2 separate regions of the Hordeum vulgare genome follow, and region 2 is linked to region 1. Evidence: chromatin contacts called from public Hi-C data. All regions are on one chromosome and are shown on one strand. The core of a region is the stretch at or near the end of the contact, and the rest is flanking DNA. Distances in the headings are between cores, read along the strand shown. Region 1 holds the start of LOC123451226 (RING-H2 finger protein ATL74-like). Region 2 holds the start of LOC123447928 (ubiquitin C-terminal hydrolase 12-like).

The links. A called contact is a pair of places that touch in the nucleus more often than the background predicts.
Region 2: a Hi-C map of leaf shows a contact between it and region 1, with 3 times the contacts expected there. The contact joins the promoter of LOC123447928 here to the promoter of LOC123451226 in region 1. A contact is called at or near these places in 2 of 6 Hi-C or Micro-C datasets (leaf and seedling) and 1 of 1 datasets of contacts at active chromatin or transcription factors (embryo).

The regions. Positions count from the first base shown.
Region 1 is chr4H:74,305,580-74,312,208 of MorexV3_pseudomolecules_assembly, reverse strand. It overlaps LOC123451226 (RING-H2 finger protein ATL74-like), which reads left to right and starts at 3,099. Exons shown (of 1, transcript XM_045128235.1): 1 at 3,099-4,615. The coding sequence starts at 3,748. The coding sequence ends at 4,299.
Region 2 is chr4H:74,789,205-74,795,833 of MorexV3_pseudomolecules_assembly, reverse strand. It overlaps LOC123447928 (ubiquitin C-terminal hydrolase 12-like), which reads right to left and starts at 4,274. Exons shown (of 14, transcript XM_045124658.1): 1 at 4,129-4,274; 2 at 3,911-4,033; 3 at 1-71. The coding sequence starts at 4,155. It overlaps LOC123447929 (proteasome subunit beta type-4-like), which reads left to right and starts at 4,437. Exons shown (of 6, transcript XM_045124662.1): 1 at 4,437-4,636; 2 at 5,342-5,418; 3 at 5,494-5,623; 4 at 5,713-5,884; 5 at 5,982-6,167; 6 at 6,278-6,538. The coding sequence starts at 4,581. The coding sequence ends at 6,391.

The DNA.
Region 1 (6,629 bases), core at 1,850-4,349:
GGAGTCCTGGATGAGATCCAGGACGTCACGAGGAGTTCCAGAATGGCCCGAAAACGAATATTGATATATGGTTAGTTGGTATTTGGATTCCAAAAAAGTTTCGGGCATTACCGGTAGTGTGGTGGGAGTGACGAATGGGTTCCGAGGGTCCACCTAGTGGGCCAACCACTCCCTGAGAGGGCCACATGGACTTTGGGGTGGCGCAACAGCCCCTGGTGGGCTGGCCAATCAACCATAGAAGGCCCATGAGGAAAAAGGTGGAAAATCCAAAAGAGGTGGACAAGTGGGAGAGGAGTCCTCCACCAACTGGAATTGGAGGAGGACTCTTCCCTCCTTGCTTCGGCCGAACCAAGGGAGGCTTCCCTGGTGGGAAAGCCTCCTCCCTCCTTCCTCCTATATATACTAGAGGTTTTGAGGGTTTTTGTAAAAAAAATCAGCCACGTGCTACCCTCTCCTCTAGATCGTAGTTCTTCCTCTAGATTTGTTTTTAGCAGCGCTTAGGCGAAGCCCTGCTGGAATAGATCCACCACCATCACCGACACGCCGTCATGCTGCCGGAGAATTCATCTACTTCCCCGTCTCTCTTGCTGGATCAAGAAGGCGGAGATCATCATCGAGCTGTACGTGTGTTGAATGCGGAGGTGTCGTCCGTTCGGCACTAGATCGGGATGGATCGTGTTGGGATCGCATGATGGATCATGATGAGATCGCGGGACGGGCTGTGATTTGGATCGCAAAGAGTTCCACTACATCAACCGCGTTATATACGCTTCTGCTTAGCGATCTACAAGGCTATGTAGATTCACACTCCCCTCTCGTAGATGATCATCACCATGCCTAGGTATCGTGTGTGCGTAGGAATTTTTTGTTTCCCATGCAACGTTCTCCATCAATATACGCTTCCACTTAGCGACCTACAAGGGTATGTCGATGCACTCTCCCTCTCGTAGATGTTAGTCTCCATAGATTGATCTTGGTGAGCGCATGAATTTTTTGTTTCCCATGCAACGTTCCCCAACAGACAATTCAAGGCATGGTCCATTATTCAGTTGTGAAGGAGTGTAGCTACGTGCTCTAGGTGAAGCTCAACCTTAATAGGTCTTCAGTCAAATGTTGGTATATCAAAACAATGGTTCTAATAGAGGACATAATGGACCCTTGAGATCTGGTGGGGGATTGTTGAAATATGAGATGGGCCCGGGCCCACATGACAATTTTAGAAAATCTACAAGGGCCCAGGTGGGTTATATGGCACTAGGGGTAGTGGGAAGTTTAGTACCACCACGGAAGTTGGAGAGTTGGACCTCCTTATAAAGGATTGTCTTCCACATGCTATTGGAGCTTGTGAATAGAAGTGTCCCTCACACATTCCTCCTCCTCCGCCTGCTTCGCCATGCCACGCCTCACCTAGTCACCAGGCGTCGTGGGTTGTGGGATTGAGCCGAGCCCACATCATACCTTGGCACTTTTTTTTGCCGGTCAGGAACAGAGGGTCTGTAACAGACGCGCCACGATCGGAGACGTCGGATCGTGGGTTGTTGCCGACTTGGACGTGGGTCCAGCCCACGTCTCTCCACCTGGACGCGCATATATAGGCGAGGCATCAGCCAACCCTAGCCGCAACGAGAATAGATCACATCTTCTCCATGAACTGCCCCTGTCGTTCCTTTGCTCCTACTGCCGCCGGCGACTCCATCACATTCATCGCTTACACGGTTGAGCGGAGAACATGCCTTCGAAACCATGCTTCTTTGTAACCTATACGGGAGAAGGCCGGTTAGGTTTTTGGGGAGCGATCATACACGACTGCTCGCCTCTGTTCGACTGCTTCCTCTATGTTTGTGTCGCCTTCGTCATCACCATGTATTCGCCAACCAACACTAACCGTGTCATCATTGAGAAGATCGAAGCCGACAAGAAGGTAGCCGATGAGGCTGCCACCTCCACTGTCACGGCTATGGCCAGCTGGCCTATTGGAGGGTATAACACGTTTATCCCGCTTTTGTTTATTTCTGTTGTATCATTACTAGCGCTATACGTAGATGTATTTGTTGTAAGAGTAGTATGTGTTTGCGTGGTCAAATTATCAGCTTATCTATATTTCTGTTAATGCCATGCTAGTGATTTACTCATGGATTAGTTTAATCGAGAAATTGTATATTTACTCAACACTTACATGGAGAAAATCATTATATAACTATTTACAAGGAGAAAAGACTTTGGATACGGATATGTCCTCGGATCCATCAGCCGGCGTGAAGGATAAAAGATAAAACTCGCCTACAAAGTCGAAGATCATGAAGTTGTTCTAAGGAAACAACTAGAGTTCTCGGCTTGAAGACAAGTTAAAGGGCTACTTACGGTGTCCTGAATTAAGGGGTGCACACCACGTCGGACCGTTGTTATTGGGTTGTGTTGAGGATACCCCGACAACTAAAAAATTGGGCCCGCATGCCCTGGTCCTCGGTGTACTCAAGATGAAACCCTCCGAAGATTTGGTGTATGCTTCAAGGCATATTTGAATGATCGACATGCTATCCCTAGTTATAACAGGCATACTTGTAACCCTGCATAATTCGGAGCCTATATAAACCGAGGGGTTTAGTCTATAAAAATAATGCTTTTAGACAAAAAGCTCATTCATACTATTCCTAGGTATATCATTCTGTATTTTATACCTCATCCATAATCGATACAATACAATCAAGATGTAGGGTTTTACCTCTTAAAGGAGTGACGAAGCCACACTTCAGCTGGATAGTCATTTCGCTACATAACTTTTTGCATGAACGACGTATATCAAGTACTCCCTCCGTTTCTAAATATAAGTCTTTTAAGCGATTTCATTAGATGTCTACATACGGAACAAAATGATTGAATGTAAATGCTAAAATATGTCTATATACATACGTATATAGTCCACTAGTGAAAACTCTAGAAAGACTTATATTTAAGAACAGAGGAAGTAGAAACCATGTCAAAAATAATTAAGAATGCATACATGTGACTGCACAACATCAAATTGACCACATATGATCTGATTTTGGCACCTCCACTGTCTTAGAGAGGTTATGATCCTATGTAAAACATCGTGTGTGTTTTTTTGTCATGTTATCATCTAATCAAGGTCCACCAGTTCAAGACCCGCTACATAAGATTCGTCGGTTTTAGCACCGACACTTGTAACTACCACTGAGTACAACGTCCTCCTGTTCGATTCCCGCTTTCACCGGCGAAAAGAGTTGGAGATCTAGTGGTGGTGGTTTGGAGGACGAGAAGAGGGACGAGAAACGACACCATTAGTGGAACGAAATTGCCTATGCACACACAATTTGCAGGGCCGTTGTCCCACGACCTTGTGATCGATGGCTGCGGTCGAGAGTGAACCGAGGTGATCGATTGCTGCTATTATATCTTGTCGTACAGAAATCGGACACATCCCAATTGTTTGTATATCAGTTCTCTTTGTGGAAAGAAAAGCAAGCTCTTATCATTTAATTAATTATCACTGAAATCTCTTATACGTGTGGAACGCAGAGCAGTCCAGCATGACCGCCCGGCCATCCCCCGCCACTAAAATCCAAGCCCTCCACCAGGCGCCAGCACCACCGGCCGTTGCATGACAGACCAAGAAAACCATCATTGTTCGCACCAACCCACCCAACAGAGAGAGCAAAGCAAGACACCGCACGGCACGACACTCTGCCAGTGCCCTGCTTCTGCTGGGAGTGGCGTCCATCGGCCGGCATGTCGACGCCGGGAGGCGTGTCGGGGACGAGGGCGTCGCAGCACGGGGGCGACGGCGGCGGGTGCTGCAGCTCCAGCGGGACGCTGGAGCTCGTGGCGGCGTTCACGGCGGTGTGCCTCGCACTCTACGGGGTGATACTGTACCTCAACTACCTGTACGTGCGGTGGAGCGGGCGGGACGGCGTGCATCGGACGGCATCCGGCACGGCAGCCGGTCCGGCAAGGAAGAGGACCGGCGGAGGGGGCCTCGACAAGGCGGCGCTGGCAGCCATGCCGGTGTTCAGGTTCAAGGCGGAGGCGTGTGGCGACGGCAGCGAGGTAAGGGAGGAGTGCGCGGTGTGCCTGAGCGCCATGCAGGACGGCGACGCGGTGCGCGCCCTGCCCGGGTGCAGGCACGCGTTCCACGTCGGCTGCGTCGACGTCTGGCTGCGCGCGCACGCCACCTGCCCCGTCTGCCGCGCGCGCCCTGCTCTCCCGGTTCCGGCGGCGAAGGACGGCTCCAAGAGGGCGGAGGCCGCCGGACGGGAGCCGGGCCTGGAGAGCCCGGTATAGCATGCGTGCGACACGCCGCCAGCCCGGAGCTGCCGGTATGGCTCGAGGTAGTTAGCTGCTGCATAGGGGTTGCTTCATAGTCTTCCCTTCTTGGAAGCGTGGATGGATGGCTACCGCTGCTTCATGGTTATCCATTTAGTACACGATTTTTGCGTTAGCTTGCTTCAGTCGGGACAGATAATTTCGTGCCGGGACTTTGAAATTATACTCCTACTTGACTTTTGCATTGCTGATGGGTGAAGAGGTTCTCGAAATCACATTGTAATTAAATTTGTATTGGATGTATCCGTATGATATAGCCCCCTTTTTCCCCGAATTTCAGGAATTACCAATCTGGACACGTAGTGACATGGCAGGGGACATCTCTTGGTGCTAATTTACAGGATGGCGAGACAAATGGTCTTTAGTTAAACCTATGGTCTAGGCAATTGGAGCACTGTTAGTTAGGAGTAATTAATAACAAAGCTAGTTGTATTGCCATGGTGACCAGTCAGGTGAGGAAATTGTGGAAGGATGACCTGTATGCACGGCTGAAAGGGACACTACAATTCCTTCAGTGTTAAATACTACTTCTTCCGCCTTGTAGAGATTATACTATAAACTAAATATATAGACATATTTTATAGTGTAGATTTACTTATTTTACTTTATATATAGTCTATAAAAAACTTTAAATGGTTTTATATTTAAAAACAAAGGAAGTAGTACATTTTTTAATCCCATGTGTGAGAGTGGCCAGATATGGATGAGACTGAGGCTTATCATTATCTTATATAGACGACCCCACTAACAATCATTAATTGTTATTTTGGTGCGTTCATGTGAAATCATTAGTTAGCGAATACATCTTTTAATGATTACTCTTACTTTTACCGGTTGTGAAAAGTGGCGCATTGCATGAGTGCCACTTGTTGCAACCTGAGTTTTTTTTTTTTCGTAGATCCGTATTTTAAAAACGTTTTATCTTCTAAACCATGCGTCCAAATCTCGATCCGTTTTCACTGTTGTCTTTCTCACGTCGAGATCTTCAAAACTAGATCCCATGTTTATAGATTTTAACGAACTTTTTTTCATGAAAAAAAACAGAAGAAAAAAACCGGACGAAAAAATCGGGCCTCACGCGATAGGAAAAAACAGAAAACGCGTTTTTTTCCTTTTCAAGAGGCAAGAGTCGTGCCTCTTGCAAAGGCAAAACCATGCCTCTCGCGAAAAAAAGATAGCAGAAAACGCGTTTTTTTCCTTTTCGGGAGAGGCACGGGTGTGCCTCTCGCAAAGGCAAAATCGTACCTTTCGCGGAAGCAAAACCGTGCCTCTCGCAAAGAAAAAACATAAAACACGTTTTTTCCTTTCGGGAGAGGCACGGGCGTGCCTCTCGCGAAGGCAAAACCATGCCTTTCGCGTAAGCAAAATCATGCCTCTCGTAATAAAAACATAAAAAGCGTTTTTTTCCTTTCCGAAAGGCACGGGCGTGCCTCTCACGAAGGCAAAACCGTGCCTTTTGTGAAAAGAAAACCGTGCTTCTCGCAAAAAAAGAAAACACGTTTTTTCCTTTTCGAGAGGCACGGCCGTTCCTTTCGTGAAGGCAAAATCGTGCCTCTTGCTGAGGCAAAACTGTGACTCTCGCAACAAAACAGAAAACGAGTTTTTTCGCCTAAAAAAAAGAAAACGTGTTTTTCCGAGAAAAATTTCGTCCAAAAGTTACCAAAGACCGATGAAAAACCATGACATCAAAACTTTTGGAAAAAAACACTCAAAAAAAGCGAAAACGCGTGCGAAAAAATAAAAAAAAATCCGAAGAGAACGCTCAGAGCATGACGCGTGGCGGCTGCTGGAAACGCGCCAAGTGGAGATGCGCAGGAGCAATCGATGGAAGGCTCTCGAGAAGCGTTCGTTAACTAGTTGCTCCCTCCACGTCCCATCCACGTCCCATTAATTATTTGTAGCCATCTGATTCAAAGGGTGCGCTGTAGATTTGTCCTATTCCGGTCACCTACGTTTCCCTTTGCCATCGGCCCATCATCAATAAAATTCTTTATCCTATGAAATAAATAAATAAGGATACCCCTTGCACTGGTAACTTTCACTTTTTTATTTTATTGATAAGTGGCGCACATGCCCTTGTCGCAAGTTGGGTATTTGTTTTTCCTTTTTTTAGTTTTTTTTAATGTTTTATATTTTCAATCGTGAGTGTAAATCATGAATAATTTTCACTATTGAATTTTCTTGTGCCTCGATCTTTGAAACTAGATTCATTATTAGTATGTTTTGATGATTTTTTTTTCTTCATAGAAAGAACCGCAAATACATGGAGACCAAAATATTAGAAACAA
Region 2 (6,629 bases), core at 3,025-5,524, 480 kb before region 1:
TTTTGCCGTCGCTGGCACAACCAGAGGCGTTGAAACTTAACAGGGGTACCAAGTTCTTTTGCAAGTTCCTCCTGTGCACAGTTTAACCAATCAGTATTCTGAACTCATTATGAACCATGAGAAACAATAGGCTAGAGGAATAAATAGAGAGGCACTTTTATCTGCTTAAGCAAGTTATATCTAGAGGCAGCACAAAATCATAAGTACATCATTCCTTACAAGGAGTGAAGGTATATATCAGATGGGAACTTCAATCATCTGTATATTTTTTAAAATTAAGAAGGAAACTTTATTCCAGGGGCAAATTTAAGTTAATAAATAAATAACACAGTGAAGGCTAACAGTAAGAAGTATTTAAAAGAATGGAACTGTAGTAAGGCTTGAGTAATCCTCATGCATGGTTCTCGAACAAACCGGTATCTTGGTAGTTTTCCCACAGTTGGCACTGTCATGAAGTGTGTAGGGTACTAGGGTTGTTACTGATTAAACATCAAATGAAGTAGGGTGTCTTGGTAGTTTTCCCATCGTTGACCTTTTTTCATATAGGCAATTTTCAGCCCAGCTACCAATTAAACAAGCTCTTGTGACCTAGGAAGCATCTAGTTTGCTACATAGCATCATCACAGGAATAAATCCACTGTTGACCATTGGAAGTGATAAAGAGCAATGCTGACGTGTGTTTATTAGTGGCAAATACAAAAATATGCAATGGCAGGTGCAACATTTCTCAAACTGCTGTGGCATTTAAGCCATTCCTAAAAAGGCCTGATTAGAGTCAATGTAGCAAGCTCATGAACATTAATGTTTAATTTCTGAGCTAGAAGCTAAATAGAATTATAAAACCATGAATCCATGATATAAGAATAAGACAATTTTTTGAGGGTACTACGGCTGGCAAAAGCCGGCCTCAACCCATTTTATTAAAATTGGTGCTTTACAGAGAATATATACAAAGGTGGAGTAGAGCAGAGCATAGAGAATTTAGAGCTATGTTACATCAAGTCTTGACAACATAATACACCAATCAATTAGTAGTTGTTTGTGGTCTTCGTTGTGACATCAATTAGCCCACAGGAAGATATCATCTGGCGCACGTTGAAGGACGAATTCAAGGGATTGCACTTCATGGTTGAACACTTATGCATTTCTTCTTTTCCAGAGATTCCATAGGATAGCCAAAATAACCGTGTTCCGAACCTTGCAAAAAGGCTGAGGATTCTGAATGTCATGGATGGTGGAGCAACCTGCCGGGTTTATGAGGAGGGTGTCGAACATTTACCAAGCTTCAGAAGCGACGGAGCAGTGGAGAAGAATAAGACAATTCCTTATAATGTAGTGTTAAGCTTGCCAAGTAGTTAGCAAATATGTAGAATCTTAGCTAAGTATACTTTTGTAGCACCACCAGAAGATAAATTGATATCACCAAGCCCGAGTCATGAGTCCTCATTCGCTGCCGAACACATCGCACGTCGCCAGCCTCATCATGTTGTTGCTTGCTGACGCACGCGCTCCAACTCCACCGCCACCGCCATGGCCAAGGACATCGCACGAGGATGACCTGACGGTGCTGGAGAACCTCGTGGGCTTCAACGCCATCGCGAAGGCCAGGGACAAGATCACGCACAACCTCCTTCACTGTGGCCTGGCCGGCTCTGACTAGGGGAGGAGCGCCGCCAGGCTACGGAATACGAGGAGGAGCGCCGCCAGGCTACAAAATACGAGGAGGAGCGCCTTCGTGGACGGAGACAATTGGAAGGACGAAAAAATAATAAAAAAGATCGCGAGAAACTCGTCAGAATTTGACGGCGGGAGGTCGGCAGGGCTGCGGGGTGTCGGCGGTGGCAAGGAGGGCGGTGCCAGAGTGGATGCGGCCGAGAGGGACAGAGCGGTGGGGGAGAATGGGTGCAAATTGTTTTTACTCCACAAGTGGGCAGATGAGTATATTTACTTCCCAGAGAGGCTGCGAAATTATCCTCCTCTAACCGTTGTAGGGGATTGGTTAGAGATCCTCTAAGCAACGTGGGAATTTTGGAACTGCCGCAGTGGTTATTTTCTCAATTGACTTGCTTCGATTACGAAATAACACTTCACACGAAAATGGACTGGAATTGTTCTTTGCACACACTGAAAGTAGAGCACAAAAGCAGAGCCTGAAGTTGCTGAATTATTTGCAAGGCGCCATATACAGTAACACACAAATACTATCTTACGCAGCAGATTCTTTTTAAAAGAAAACAAAAATATGTCCATGATATATGCCAAGAGACGTCAATTGCTACTTAATTGAGAAGTCATCTTCCTCGATGCCTTATAATTGCTTACTTATATCTGAGGATTCATTCTCATTTCCTAAAATTGGTAAGGCCTGTTACAGTTTGGAGGGCCTATTATAGCGTCTCAAAAAACTACTCCCTCTGTATCTAAATAATTGTAGTTGGAGAGAACTAGTCTAGTTCTCTTGTTACGAAAAAGGGTTTCCCCCGCTTTGTATTACAAAGCAACCAACCGATACAGCCAACGATAGGTGCTGGGGTGGAAGCAGCACACTCACGCCCAAAAGAAAAGCAAAAGAAAACACAAAAGAAACAAATGCCGACACCGGTGGATCGACAAAAACGGAGAAGCCTCGCGATCTCCCACCAAGCTCCAAGACTCCGAAGCGCCGGTACCAATCAACACCTCCAAGAAGGACCGCGACGATGACGACGCTGCTGACAAGGGTTTCCTCCGGTACGCGATGAGGCGCGAGGAAGGGTAGCCCCTGAGACCCTCCAGGAAGGTTTGGCAACACCCACAGGCGCCGCCGCGTCGGTGTCGGCCAAGCCGATAGGGGTTTCCCCCGATCCCAACCTGCACCTCGAGCGCTACGGAGCCTGCCACCAAACCGACCTTCATCCTGCGTCAACACAGTCTTGAAGCCCCCACGCCGTCTCACCACGACACTGTAAGGTGAGGCCTGCACAACGACGAAAAGGACCCGGGACTAGGGATAGCAGCACCGTCGGCATGTGGGAGGGATCAACCTCCACCGCCAACGACGATCGCCGGCCGGACGCAATAGCAGGAGCATACCAGGCCCGTGGGCCCATAGGCCTGGCCGGGATCTCACAGCCCATGAAGCTCTCGCCATCGCGCTGTAGCAGGCACGCCGTCGGCGTCACCGTCTCCCGCCCAAGCTGCTCCTCCTCACCACGCATAGACGAAGCCGCGTCGAGAGTCAGCCAGTTAGGACCCAGATGGGGCCTGCAGGGCCCAGATCTAGGCCGGCCGCGACGCCAGCCACCCCGCACAACCACTCTGCCTTGCCGCCAAAGAGCAACGCCGCCACCTCGCTCGCTGCCGGCCACCACCGCCGGGTCTCCGTACCACTGCCTAGCCGAGCATCACTGCAGTCAGCACCCATCGCCTGACGACCAGGGTCACCAGGTCGCGCCGCTCCCATCCCTCGTCGTAGGGCGCCGTCGTGCGCCAGATCCGCAGCGACAGCGCGCCACACCGCCCGGCGCCCACGCTGCGCCCTAGCCGGAGAAGACGGCCCACGCCACGCCACATCCAGCAGGGAACACGAGCACCCCGCCGCCGGTGGCTCCGATCGAGCTTTGCTCTGCCGAGCCCCCCTGCAACGACAGGGGAGGGGGGAGGGGGGGGTTGGGGGCGGAGACCGGCGAGCCCCCGTCGCCTCACGGGCGGCGGCGCGGAAGGGGATATGGTTTCGAGGACTGTCCTTCTATGAGTGTGCCCCCTTCAGTCTAGTTGTCTCCAAATACAAAGGGAATAGAAACTTAGTAAGGCCGGCCGCTTAAAATCTCACAGAACGATTTTTAAAAGCAAAATTGAAGACCCCTTAACCCAAATTTGGAAAAGGATGTCGGGAGTTGGTTGAAGAAGGCAGGCAGGATGTGGATATTACCATGAAAAGGATTACGGTGGTGTCAACCGGGACCTGGAAAGCCCTCACTCTGTCGAAGTCGACGAGATCAAAATAGAAGCCCCCGCTCCCAATCTGCGACCGCAAATCTTCGTCCCTCGCCACCTGGAGGAAGAGACGAAGCCACCCAATTATCAGGATCGGTTCGGTTTACCCTCGAAGCAAAGCTGCGGGAGGAAAGGGAGCAAGAGCATACATACCCTGATAGTCCGATGATCCTGCGCCATGGCAGCGGCGGCGACGGGGAGAGCTTCCGCCAGTCTGTTGGGTGTTTTGCCTTTTTGGCCGGCGCCGCGCGCTGCGGCCGCGGATTGTTGCCGCTGAAAAGGGAAACGTACGGAATTGTGTATGGGAGAAGCAGAAGTACCTTCCAGGGAAAAAAAATAAAGAGAGAGGGAGGTAACGGGGCTGGGCCTAAGTCAGAGAGAGGGGTTCCAATGGGCCTAAATGATAGCCCAGCCCGTTTAATATTTCCGGTGTCCCACGGGCCACGGGTCCGATCCAGCCGCCTGCTTCGACCTGTCTTCTCTTCTTCACGAGGAAGAAAGGATACAGAGGGAGCGAGACCACCATCCCCAGCCCCAGCCCCAGCCGAGCCGAGGTCTTCCTCCGACGAGCGAAACAAAGCCGCATCAACCCCCCACGCGAACCGATGGACGCGGGCGCGGCGGCGGCGGCCGTTGGAGGGGACGGAACGCAGAGGACACTGTAAGCACCCCCACTCCCACCCCCGATTCCTCCGATCTGGTTTCCCCCTTGCTTGTCTGTCTGTTCCGGTGCTCGCGTCGCCTGGCAGTGGGTTGCGATCCGGAGGCTCGACTACGAGGCGCCCGGTCAGGCGGCCGGGCGGATCTAGCTAGGGGTGAGGGAGGAAACTAGGGTTTTGCCGGTGGCGATGCGATTTAGAATGCGATGTGGGACGGCGCGTTATCCGTGAGAATCTGCTAGCGGAGCTTGCTCTGTGGAGCTTCTTATGCATTGACAGTATGGATGAATTTCTTGGTGGTGTTGATGTACACGCCTCTAGTTAGTCTCAGCTCATGACGAACCAGCCCAACAGTTGCAAATGCTTTTTACATACATTTATTTTTGTGAACTTGTTTCCACAGCTTGTTGTCTGAAATTTTTACCTTGATAGAATGGATCAATTTTTTGGTGTTAGTATATATAGAAGCTTCTCATTTGTCTCAGCTTATGTTAACTAGCCCAACAGATATAATAGCCTTCTGTGATTGTAGAAGATGGTCATAACAATTGTGTGCATGCTAATTGTTTTATTTTGCGAAATACCTTCATTATCCAAGTTGTCTCATAGTGTGCAACTGCAACTTTTTTCCTGGTGCCATGTTTTGTGTCTTTCAGTAAATTTGTATATGCACGTGATTAACTCTTGATGCCTTATTGCATCATCAGGAACCCTTATGTGACTGGTAACTCGGTGATTGCAATGAAATACAAGGATGGTGTGATCATGGCATGTGATACTGGAGGTTAGTTGCCACTTCTTCTGCACAGGTAAATGTAGCTCCAGTGGCATGGAAGTCATTATGTACTTTCTTGTGCAGCCTCTTATGGGTCAACCTTGCGATACAAGAGTGTGGAGCGTATCAAGGAGGTTGGAAAGCATAGCCTTATTGGAGGGAGTGGGGAGTTCAGTGATTTCCAGGAGATTTTGCGCTATCTGGATGAATTAACGTAAGTTGCCTTTGGTGGTGGTTAGCTCATGTTTTCCTTCTCTCTGCTATGTAAAATCCATTGACATGTTCATCTCTCTTCCTTTTCAGTTTGAACGATCATATGTGGGATGATGGGAACTCATTGGGCCCCAAGGAAATCCATGCCTACCTGACAAGAGTAATGTACAACAGGCGCAATAAGTTTGACCCTCTATGGAACTCCCTGGTGCTTGGTGGAGTGAAAAAGGGCCCAAAGGGCGATGAGAAGTATCTTGGCATGGTATATTATTCGTTCAAAAGAACAGTACTGTTCCTTTTACTGCTGCCGCCTGCCGGTTTGTCAGCATTTTATCTTATGCCTATTTTTTGGTGTTTAGGTTAACATGATTGGTACACACTTTGAGGAGAATCACATTGCCACTGGATTTGGGAACCATATGGCAATCCCAATCCTTCGTGGTGAATGGCGTGAGGACATGACTTTTGAAGAAGCTGTTAAGCTCATTGAGAAGTGCTTGCTTGTCCTGCTGTACCGTGACCGATCATCTATCAACAAATTCCAGGTTACAGCTTGTCATTCTTATTAGTGAACTCACGAACGCCTAGTAGAAAGTTTGCCAGATTACGGCTTGCAGCTACTGAATTGTTGTAACGTTATGGTTTTGCACGACAGATTGCCAAGATCACGACCGAGGGATCGACCATCTACCCACCGTATGCCCTGAAGACCAACTGGGGGTTTGCTGCCTTTGAGAACCCGTCCAAGGGTGCTGTAGGAACATGGTAGGCCATGAGCTAGGAAACGAAGCAAACTGTGCTGCTGAAACAGTTTCAGCCCTCGTGAGCGTTTGATCCGAATACGACTGAACTCCACATTTGCTCTGTATGACATGTTTATAATTTGACTTAAAGTCTTGTGAACGTTTAAGGTAAATCTTGTCTTGTATGATGATGCCTCTTCACTCTAGGTCAACCTGGAGTGCTGGCCGAGGGTGCCTGCTCGCAAAGACGTGCTCCCTTTGACT